Regions from separate parts of the Arabidopsis thaliana genome. Here region 2 is linked to region 1. A link is a contact called in public targeted proximity ligation data. All regions are on one chromosome and are shown on one strand. The core of a region is the stretch at or near the end of the contact, and the rest is flanking DNA. Distances in the headings are between cores, read along the strand shown.

Region 1 (5,858 bases), core at 531-3,030:
GAGATCCATTTCTCATGAACTCATAGACGAGAAGCCTATGTCTTCCCTGGGAGCAAAATCCAATCAGTCTGACTAGATTCAGATGGTGTGTGCTGCTAATGGTAGCAACCTCCATTCTAAACTGCTTCTCTCCTTGCTCTATTCCTTCAAGTTGCTTCACTGCAACCACGGTTCTATTAGTGAGCACGCCTCTATACACAGTTCCAAACCCTCCAGCTCCAAGCTTCTCTTTGAAACTTTTGGTGCAACGCTGCAGCTCCTTATAAGTAAACTGCACAGGTGCACCAGAAGCGTACTCAAGCAAAGTGTAGTGAGACGACAAAGTTCCAAACCGAGGATTCTTTCTACAGCAACACCACCAGAGACCTATCTCTACTGCAACCAAACCAAGAAGCCCAGCTATTACAGCAACCGCGACAATCCACAAATGCACTTTCGAGTTGTTATCGTCGCCTTTTGTTGCTCTTTCGAGTGTGTTAGCCACCACTGGACCACACACTTTAACATAAGAAGTACTCGGAACCGATGGCCACTGGTACCCAGTAAAGAAGGAACCAGGATGTTTCTGCCAACAATTTCCAGACCCATCAGACATGGAAACAGAAGCAAGACACAAAACACTACTAAGACAATTAGCTCTACAAGGCGAACTACCCGCAAAGAAACTCTCCGAGTTCGGATCGTCTTCATAAGTAAACAACCTCGTATGAACCAAATCAAGCATGGTTGTATTGCCAGAGCAATCACTTAGCTCCACTTTCCTTTTACATCCCTTTCTTCTATCATTCACATCAACAAAATCAAAGTTACGAGACGGACACGAACAAATCGGATTAGTATCATTGTAACTACAAATCCCAAAGTTTCCACAATATCCATAAACAAGACACTGATCAACAGCAGACCAATGAGCATTCACAGGTCCACTGTTTCTACTAGCAGAACTGTAGATTCTCAAATTCCCATCATCATCTAACTTCAAGAACCTAAACGTATTGCTATCACCGTAATCGCCACTATAAACGATTTCAGCTCCTCCAAGAAGATTTGATTCGAAGATCGAAACAACTCCATTAGTCTGTAAACTTAATCTAGGAGACGATAGATTCGAGCTAAACGAAGAATTAAGTCCATGGTTCCAGTAAATCGCGCTAGTGTTCCACCTAAGAGTAAGATTCCCACTTCTCTCTAACTGAAACGAGTAAAGACCAGATCGGAGAATCTTACCGGCGGTGAAATTCTGCGATTGGACGATTGTATCCGTCGGATTATCGAAGGAAGACCAAACCGGGACGCTTCGGTTATTGAGGAGGATGAATTCACCGGTATCTTCAATCGAACCGGAAGTAACACCGAGACGATCGGTTTTAGAGTCCCAGACGGTGGTTCCGGAGCCGTTGGTGAGACGGAGAGAGCCGGAGGTGTGAAGACGAAGAGATCCTCGTGAGTCAACGGTTCCTGCTGACCATATCGGAACGCTTCCAGCGAAAGAGACGGCGGCGAGGAAGGAGTTAGGGGAAGGAGATGGAACAAAGGAGACGGAGAAAGTGGAATTGGGAGATGGCCAGTTCTGGTTGGAACCGGAGGCGTAAATAACGGAGCCGAGAGGTATGGTAGAGAATGAGAAAGGGAAGTGGAGGAGAAGGAGAAGAAGAGGGAGAAGTTTGAGAAATGGCGTCTTCACCGCCATTGTTACGATTGTGAAGCTTCTTCTTCTTCTTCTCTCTCTCTTCTGTTATCAATGAAGACTCTTTTTCTCTTTAATTAATTACTCTTAGATATTGTAATTAGTCGTCAAAGTTGACAATTTTAAATGAGCGTCTCCATTATGAACTACGAGAGAATTTTAAAAAATCTTCGTTTAACTTAATTTTAGATTTTACACAATAATAATAAAAAAAAACTTAATTGTCGAAAGAGTGCATCTGGGATTTGAAAATAATAATCAGATTGTACTTGAATTCTTTTATCCATTTCAGTTTGAAAAATCTAGATAATCCTAATTCTAAATAGCAATACTAATTATTCGATAAAAACGGAGCGAATCATAAATACTACTCCCTCTATTTCTATTGTTTTTAACTTTCTATACAAATAAATAAATATATTTAATATTTTCTAATTAATTCTATTTTAATTATATATTTTTTTATTGGTTGAATTGATTATAATAAATAATGTTTTTATATAAAAGATGTAGATTAAATGATAGTTTTATAATTTCTTAATATGTGTGTAAAAATCTTAAACTACAACTAATATGAAACAGAAGAATTATAATTTTAGAATGTGAATATATGTTCTACTCTATATATACATTTAATATTATTATTTTTTTAATTGTTTTTAGTTATATTTAAAATTTTACACATAAACTAGATTATAATCTGTGTTACATTACAGATGTAATGTTTTTGTTTTTTGAAGTAAAAGAATATTATAGTATAAAGTTGAAAATGTCATATTATGTTCAAATATTGTTTTTTAGTTGGGTAAAATTGTGTATTATATTTATTTTGTTTTAAAACAGGTTTTCATAATAAAGAATGAGATAAGATTGTAGTGTATATAATATGGTTTTAGTTGTATTAAAATGGAATTGTTTGTTATTAAAATCTGTTTTCCCATCCGTTTTGGAGTTTTCTCAATTGACATTTGTTTTGTTTTAAATATTAGATTTTTAAGGTTTTTTAGTTATTTTTATACGAATGTTTCGATTTCTGGATAGATGATTGGTGGTAATAGAATTGTAATTGATGGTAAATTAGGAATAAATGGCAATGAATAAGATCCTCTTGTTAGACTAAATGTTGATTATCATCCATGTAATAGATCAAAAATGAGCAATAGAGAAAACTAAGAAACGTGATGTCTAATTTTTTAACAAGAGATTATTATATTTTTTTTTATTTATTTTATAAATTAACGATCCATGTAAAAAATTTATGTTGACAAGTGATGGCGATAATGCTTGGATAAATACTATTTTCGACAAAAACCAACATGAAATTTATTTTTATTATATTTTAATCATGACTGACAAGATAAAGATAGGAGTAAAACTATGTAGAAATGAAACTATTGATACCCATGAAAGAGGAAGAAAAAAATATTGAAGAGATGATTTTCTTAGAAGAATAATGGAAACTTTTTGGGTATAGTGAATCTAACATGATAACTTTTCTTGACAATATCGAGAAGATGACACGCAAGTTTAGAAACAGTGTTAAAAGTTAATTTACAAAGGAATAGATGAAGTTTTGAAAGTGTCTCATTTGGATTATTGAGTTCGAGGAAGAAAAGTGGTGCTTACTAATGTAAATTTATAAAATACTAGTATTATATTCCTGTTTTGTAAGGACAAAATAATTTTTGATGACATAATTTCTATTCAGTTGTATGAATTGCTTTTATTTCTAAATCAATAGTATGGATTTGAGTAAAGAAATAGATTCTTCATTTACAAAATTTGTTTTGCCACTTATTTACTTAAAACAAAATTATTATACTTTAACATTGCAAAGTAAAATTATTTGTATTTACCAAAAGTAGAATTTTTAAATTAACTCAAATTTGACGTTTAATTTTGTTTCTATATCACTTGATGAATTAAGTATGAAAAAAATATGAAATTTTTTTGGTAAAATATACAAGTATATAAAAATTTAAAATATTAAATAAAAGTGTTGAAATGTTGAAGAACTTATTTGATTATGTTTTTAATCTTAGTTAGTTTTTTTTTTAATTCTAGTAAAAGTGGAGCAATTATGAAGATTAAAGAAAAACAAGAAAAAATAATATAGTGGTAAACACTTTGTGGTTTGGACTATTTTCTTCTCATCCATCATAAAAACTATAGTGTGATTTTTTTAATTATAGTAACAAAAGAAAAAACAAGAGTAGTTTTTTCATGAGTAAAAGTATGTTACTTTGCAATTTTGAAGTAGTTCACCTATAGTTTATTACTCTCTTTGTTTCTTAATTCTTGATTTTCTAGAAAAAATACACATATTAATAAAACGTATTAAAAACTGATTATAAATGTAATATTTTTTTGATTTACATATTTTTATAATTCTAAACCAATGATATTTAATTATTTATCTTGAAGTTTCATATTCATCAATTACAACCAATTAATATTGCATAAAAAACCTAAAAAAATCAATTTTTTAAAAGCAATTATTTTTATAGAAAATCAAATAATAAGGAACATAGAGTATACAGTAAAACCTCTATAAATTAATAATGTTGGGACTACAAAATTTTATTATTTTAGAGAGGTATTAATTTATCAATAAATAATATTTATCAATTTATAGAGAGATTTTACTAATTTGGTAACTTTTTAAAAATTTCAATAAGATTTCCTTCATTATAGATTATATCTTTCTAGAACCAGTTACAAGTAAAACATAATAATAATGTCTAGAAAACAACACCAATAGTTTTGATACAGTAAAATATGAAAACTATAGTCAAACAAAAAACAAATATGAATTTAAGCAAAAAAAATTATAAATATATTATAAAGAATTTTTTTACATATAATATATATATATAGTTGATATATTTATATAATTATTAATTTATGATATTGATGAGACCATAGATTTACATAGGACTTTCAAAAAAATTATTATCTTATTAATTTATTGATTAATGTCATTATTTACACAGATCCCAACTCGGGACCGGAATAATTTATTAATTTATAGAGTATTAATTTATAGAGGTTATACTGTATTTCATTTTTTCTAATAAGATTTTTATTTTATTTTTAACAATTAACAATTTCATGAGTTAGAAGTACTTTTTTTTTATTATATGTGTGAAGTTAGAAAACAAAACAAATTCATTACTTATATTATTGCATTTAAATTAATTTCCATAATTTTTATAAATTATATTTTAACATTTATATTTTTTAATAATTATTTTGGTACATGTGTTTTGTTTATTTTACTACTCAAACCGCTTTTAAATGTTATTCCGTTCACAAACATATTTAAACCGCATGATACATTTAATTCGCATTTTCAGCTTAATCGCACAATACGCTTGATATGCACTTAACCTCCTTGATCTGCTTGACCGTTTCTCTATTCAGAACTATATGTATTGTTTAACCGTTGCATGTTGTTCTTCAAAATTCTTCTTTGATATGTACAATTGATTGTATAATCTCTATTTTTTTATTTTTTGGTGAATGCAAAATACACCACAAATAATTATTAAACGAAACCATAAAAGTTGTTTAGATAAAATACAAACTAAACTTTGATGTTCATTCAATATTTTTTTTTCGTATAAACATATTAATACTTAATATATAAGGAAATGCACAAAATTCTTATTTTCTCTAGCGGTGTGATTGACTCTCTTTATTGGAGAATCTTCAACTGACTTCATAAAATTACTTAAAGAAAGATTGGTTGTATGTGTTAGAGTAAAATAAATCAGAAAAAAAAAATATATGTGTCAATTAGAAGTAAAACAAAATTCCAAAATATACTTGTTTTTTACAAGTTATGAAGAGTGCATAAAAAGAAAAAAGAAAATCCAACATGAAAAGACCAGAGTAAATAATTTACCTACTAAAAACCAAGTTACAAGATATCTTCTAATTAAATAGCACATCTTCCAATGGCATAAAATCAGTTATTAATAATTTGTAATGAAAAAAAGTGGTTGGAAACCAGAATGAATTTGATTATATATAGGATTGGATTGCATTCATAGTCTCCACAAACGAATTATTTTCAAATTCTCTATCCATACAAAAAACAAGAATGAGAAGTAGTGTTTTCCATTGGTCTTAGTATCATAATTATCTCAAAAACTTCCTCTCTTCTAGC
Region 2 (6,359 bases), core at 2,827-5,326, 39 kb before region 1:
GAAAGTGACGATCCCTATCGTTGGAAGACATATGCAATTCGGACAACAAAAGAAATCAAAGATTTATAATAATAGTCACATAATGAAAATGTCATTCATTCTAAAAACATTATTCCATGTTACCATGTGTAAGTAAGCTAGTTGATTTGATTTGGCTTTCTTGGAAAGAAGGAACATGATGCATAATGGATTGATGTGGCTATAGTGATGGATGATAATGATAAATCATCATTATATGTAGCCATAGTGATGGTTGCTGATGATGCATCATCAATGTATATGTGACCATAGTGAGAGTTATGTAGCAATATGAGTTTCAAGTCTTTTGCAGCTGCACCAATCTAGCTCTCATCTTCCTCTTCCATTGTACTTTGAGTTTTTCCTTCAAGCCACCTTTCTCTCAACTCGAAGACTCCAAGTCCGTCCTCTAGCGGCAGTCTATGTCCAAATAAACCTCTCCGAGATCGGATTTACCAGACTCTCATAAAACTCATTTGCCGTTTCGCAAACCGCAAATCAAAACTATTCAAACTAAACCGATATTTGACACACGACGAAAAAACTATAATCATCAAAATCAACAAAAGAAAACTGAAATCATTTAAAAAGTTTGATTGATTTCACTCCCTAAACCATCTTTAACTTAAGATTGATGAACCTACTTGTAATCTTGTCGTTCATAGATTATAGAGTGGTTGTGACCAAACAAAATATGAATAATGGTTACAAGTATGTGTATGCATTGGACTATTATTAGTTACATATAAAATAATGAGCCATCAACAAATCTCCCAAGAAAAGTATCACAAAATTTTGCAACTCTACGGGTTAAAAAAATTGGTTGTTTTACTTCGTTTTTGGGGTGCTGAAAATTCCATAACCTGAAGCCGGGCCACTAGACCTTCCAGGGGCCGTAGGTTGTTCGTTTGAAGTTTCGTTTGGCAACCGGGTTTGTGGTCGTGGTGGAGCTCGGGGCGGGTTTGGTGGTTGAGGTTCAAACCGGCCGGTAGGTTGTTGATTCGGAGCTTGGTTTTGAAATCGAGGTGGAGGACCTTGCCGGTCTGGGTGGCGATTTGGAGATGGCCCAGAGGGTTGCTGATTTGGAGCTTGGTCTGGGAACCGAGACTGTGGTGGACTTGGACGCTGGTTTGGAAACTGAGGATTAAACCGCCCTGTAGATTGTTGGTTTGGAGCTTGGTTTGGGAACTGAGGCCTTGGAGGCTGGCTTGGAAACTGAGGATCAAACCGCCCTGTAGGTTGTTGGTTTGGGAACTGAGGCCTTGGTGCACTTGGAGGCTGATTTGGTGACTGAGGATCAAACCGCCCGGTAGGTTGTTGGTTTGGAGCTTGGTTTGAGAACCGAGGACGTTGTGGGTTTACATGCTGGTTTGGAGACTGAGGTTCAAACCGGCTTGCATCTCTACCTCCTGAAAACTCACTGCTAGGTTCTCTTTTTGCGTATGCGTTCTGGAATTTAACTGGTTGAGCCTGCTCAACACTGAACCTAGGTTCAGACTTCTCTATATCTTCCTGATCATCAACAGTAGCCACTCCCGCCTTCGAGCTATCAGGCTTTGGTGATTCTTCTTTCACTCTTGCAGATTTTATGTCAATATCCTTCATTAATTTCACCCCTCCTTTCTTGGGTGGACCAAACTTGGCGTGTCTAACTATAACAACTGCGCCTTTTCTATCCGCCTCAGGCCAAGATTCCACAAGTGCATCCCCAATCTGTACAAATATAATTATGAACCAAAGCAAGGACGATAAAACTAGGAAACAATTGCGAATAGAAGAAGTCATAAGACTTACAAAACAAGTGAAGCGAAATAGTAACTCAAGCAGCTTTTCTGGTTCAAGTTCCTTATGCTTGTCCTTGTCAGGCACTGCAAGGCACTGTTACACAAAGAAAAGAAAGAGCGAGACAATTAAAAAGTTGCTCACCATGGAATTCACCTCAAATCAAGTATTAAAAAAGAGAGCATTGCGTCGATATGTCTGGGGCTTTGTTTTACACCAAAGCATTCAGAACAGCTATAATCGCAAAATAATCACTTTTTTCAGGAGTTTCCCACGAAAGTCTATGAGAAAGCAGTATGAAGAGGTCCAGTGACTAAGAAAATTACTACCTTTACACGATATCCACTTTCCATCAGCTTCAATGCTTGATCAGATTTAAACTTTAGGTCCTTGGCCTCCTGAAGAAAAAAAAGTAAGTGAAAGAAAAATTGTCATTGTAGTATTTTCATTACCACAGAGATAAGAAGAAGAAGAAGAAATAGATAGGGTAAAGCGTTTCTAGAGAAGCATACAATTTTTGGAGTAAATCGAATTTCCTTGATATCAGGTCGAATAGCTTCAGCCCGCTACAACAAGGTAAAAACATAAACTCAGGACACAAATACAACTAAAATTTTCGTACAAACAAACATGAGAATTCAAAGAATGGATAGGCCATATCACCGACCTTGGCCTTAGCACGCTCTTTTCCTACTTTAGCTTTTTTGTACAGCTCCAATGAGTATTTCACAATTTTACACACAGGTGGCTTAGCATCTCTTTGGACCTACACAGATTTAGAAATATATAACGAGATAGACCTCATGAGAACTATCATTAGGTGCACAGTTGTCTAAAGACAAAAAAAACAGAAGAGCTATAGTTCAGCATTACACAATGGGAGTACCACATTTCTTTAAGAAAAGGAGACGCATGGATTACAAGGATACAAATTTGGTACCATGAAAATTATACATACAAATCAAGACAATTTTACCAAAGATCTCCAGTTGCAATCATTAGACACAACTTCTTGAATGACTCATGTTTAAAGTTACCTCAACTAAGTCACACTGAAGCTCCTTAGCCCGTCTGAGAGCTTCTCTCAACGATACAACACAGTGTCCTGCATAACGACAAAACGATATCACACATTCCTGATTATAAAAATCTTCTAAACTCTTTTACTTTCCTAATGAATTCTTAAGCTGTACTTTGGACTCCACACCTCTTAAGTAAAATCTACAAAAACAAAGGAATTTTTAACTGACTCCACCTAAAGATACTTAACCGAAAACACCAACAATAGGATCTCTCTTCTTATACTCTTTCTTTATTTTGTACAATCTAAGACTTTCCACACACCAAAAGAGAAAAAGACTTGGAATAATATATTACCTTCCTCGGAAACCAATCTAACATAGTCGCCAGTAATCTTCTCATTGAGACGTGGACCATCAGAGTCAACTTCCGCTTCCTTCTTCCTTGTCTTGAACAAGAACATGGATATACAAATTTATGACCAACTTTGACAGCAGGATCATAGTACACATACGACACTATAACAGCTCTGAACCAAACAATGCTCACTCACTAACATCCATTAGCCCAAAAACATCACACAACTAAACAATTCAAACATGATCTAAAATGCATATACACCGTAACTATAACATGGACACATCTAAAGTCGTTGAATTCAACAACATAACACAAAAATCTTGCAGGGTTCCAGATCTTCCATACTTATCATCTAATGCAATCTAAAAGGCAACAACCCCACAATTGCAACCAAAGTACTGAAAGTTACGAAATTGCATAGCTACCAAAAGAAGAAGAAAACAGAGCTGAAAGAAAAAAACGAAACTTTTTATCAAAACAAAGAGAGTAATACCTGAGCTGAAGTAGCAAGGAATCTGAGATTTTGGAAGATATTAGAAGGTCTTGTACATATATCTGAATTTGGGATGTCAAAAGAAGACAACTTTGTTGTCTGTTTTACGACATGAGTAGAAGAAGCAAGACAAACTTGAGTGTAGTAGTTTCTGGTTAATTGGTTTGATGCGTATTTGAGATACGAACGATTGATTATACGCCATATAGCCATAGAACCCAATCGGACAAGAGATTCCCCAATTGGGAATCGGAAGTGCGACTAAAGAAAGCTTCGATTTTGTTATCAATACAGAGGTGAACGGAGTTTCAACGGCGGCGATTAGTGGAAGGGTTCAACGTCTGATCGTTGCGAACTTGCGATTAACTGGTCCGAAGACAAAAGCTGTTGGGCTTTGTTGGGCTTTCCATAAAACAAGATATTTCTAAAAGAAAGAAAAAGATTTGTCATACTCTTTTTATTTTATTTTGGAAAAAAAATCTTAAGAAAGTAAACTAAAACACATTTAACTACCTAATATATATGTCCCAAAAAAAAAAAACTACCTAATATATATTGATTGCGTGACCACAAATTCGAAGTATATAACATCATGTGGTCAACATCATAAACATAAAATCTCAGGTTAACCGGTTCATTAATTTCAGTGTTGACCAACGTTGATTAACAAATCTCAGGGATAACCAGATCATCTTTTACTAACTACATGTTAAACTGTTTGGGCTTTTGGCCCAAATCTATACTTCCCACACATATACAATTTTGTTTGTAAGGTTGATTGAACTTGGGTTAGTTCTTTCCAAACTTACCCCAATTCTCCAAAACCCATTAGAATAACAGAATTTGGGTTAGTTTTTTCTTAACCTCAGCCTGTAATAACAGAATTTGTTGAGAGATATGCACAACTGCACAAGCCTACAATATCATGATTCGCGTTGGCAAGATCAATCATATCATGCGTTACTATGGTACTCGTGATTGTGATTTTTTTTTATAACAACAACACACCATTGCTTTGCATGTATTCTCTATGATGTTGATTGGACAGAAACTTGGGACAAATTCTTATCAACTACATTGGTTCAACTCAGATCTTGTGGCCATCTGAGAAGAAACTTTTGCTCGCTCTTCCATAGAATTCATTACCACACCACGAACAGAGTTACTAAACCGGTAATTACGTTGGCAAATTATGTGGTCGATACCTAAGCTTAGCGATTAATCCGATATTCTAATTTCGTAAAGTGACGATCCCTACCGTTGAAAGACATGTAATTCCACTATCGAAAAATAATAAAGGTCATGATAGAAGCAACATTATGGAAATGTCATTCATTCTAAAAACATTATTCCCTGTAACCATGTGTAAGCGAGTAGAATTTATTTGGCTTACTTGGAAAGAAGGAACATGATAGATGATGCATCATCATTAAACATGGCCATGGTGATAGATGATGATGATACATCATCAATGAGTGTGGCCATAGTGAGAGTTATGGAGCAATATGAGTTTCAAGCCTTTTGCAGCTGCACCACTCTCTCCTCTATTGTACGTTGACTTTCTTCTACAAGCTCGGTCGTTGTACCTTTCTCTCAACACGTCATTGTCCAGATGACTCCAAGTTCGTCCTCTTGCCGTGCTCTCTGTCCACATAAACCTCTCCGAGAACGGATTAACCAGACTTTCATAGAACTCATGTGGTGTCTCGCAAATCACACCCTAGAATCCAAACAAAAGCGTTATTTATCACGCTACACATTGTGCTTAGTTTCAAAATAAAGAATCTTGTAAATTACCTCTGCCATGGCTTTGATCTTGAGAGTTACATCGTTGCTAAGAAGAACGAGTTTTTCGTCACGGTTACGGTTTCGATAAAGAAGAGCACATTCGAGAACTTGATCTTCTGATGTCGGAGAATCAATCTCTGGTGCATAGTTGTTCCAGTGAAGTGAAAAGGGGAATGCCGATGAGCCATTTGACTGGGGAGTGACTGGTGGGGTTGGTGCAATTGCTTTGGTTTCTTCTGTTGGACTCTGGACTTGAATCCACCATTTTGAATTAACCTTACATTCTTCGATCCAGTCCAGAGCTGAAGAAGCAATCTCTGTTCTTCTTCTAAAGAGAAAACTGCGACTGCGCTTCACCTCATTTAGTTCCCTTAACACTGATCAATGAAACCAAAGGTGCGTCATGTTTATAAGGGTAAAAGATTGTCATCCTAACAAAAATTGGTTCTGATAGATTTGGTCTGCAAAAATGGGTTCTTGGCATCCTAAGACTAGAACTTATGTTATCACAGAAAAAGTCTTCCAAATCTATGTGACAGATTCATTTACAGCCTTATCTTTTATAAAAAGAAAATGACTCTATGGTTTGTATTTAGAGCTTTAAGTGAAGATTGAAACTATTTAAGGTTTGTAGGGTTTTTACCAGTTCTTGGTACGACCAGATGTGTCCCCTTGAGACCTTGTAGTAACTGCAGTGGCTTCCTAGACTCTTTGTCGAGGAGTGAAGAAGTATCCAAAACAATGGTCCACTTCATCTTGCTCTTTGCATCAGAAAGATTCTAAAACACAGTAAACTAATTGTTAGTATAAGAACTGCACAAAGACTCAATAGAGGAAAATCATAATGACTTACAGAAGAGGAACGAATGCCCCTAGAAATATTATTCCTTGCTGATGC

What was found.
Region 2: a contact with region 1 is called in a targeted proximity ligation map of shoot, with 10 read pairs. A contact is called at or near these places in 1 of 26 Hi-C or Micro-C datasets (root) and 1 of 2 datasets of targeted methods (shoot).

The regions. Positions count from the first base shown.
Region 1 is chr1:12,499,282-12,505,139 of TAIR10.1, reverse strand. It overlaps AT1G34300 (lectin protein kinase family protein), which reads right to left and starts at 1,780. Exons shown (of 1, transcript NM_103152.4): 1 at 1-1,780. The coding sequence starts at 1,690.
Region 2 is chr1:12,540,513-12,546,871 of TAIR10.1, reverse strand. It overlaps AT1G34360 (translation initiation factor 3 (IF-3) family protein), which reads right to left and starts at 4,076. Exons shown (of 8, transcript NM_103159.4): 1 at 3,674-4,076; 2 at 3,178-3,268; 3 at 2,838-2,905; 4 at 2,468-2,566; 5 at 2,313-2,366; 6 at 2,130-2,198; 7 at 1,813-1,896; 8 at 628-1,731. The coding sequence starts at 3,886. The coding sequence ends at 847. PS1 (forkhead-associated (FHA) domain-containing protein) reads right to left here. Exons shown (of 7, transcript NM_103158.3): 4 at 6,315-6,359; 5 at 6,105-6,240; 6 at 5,471-5,838; 7 at 4,934-5,393. The coding sequence ends at 5,142.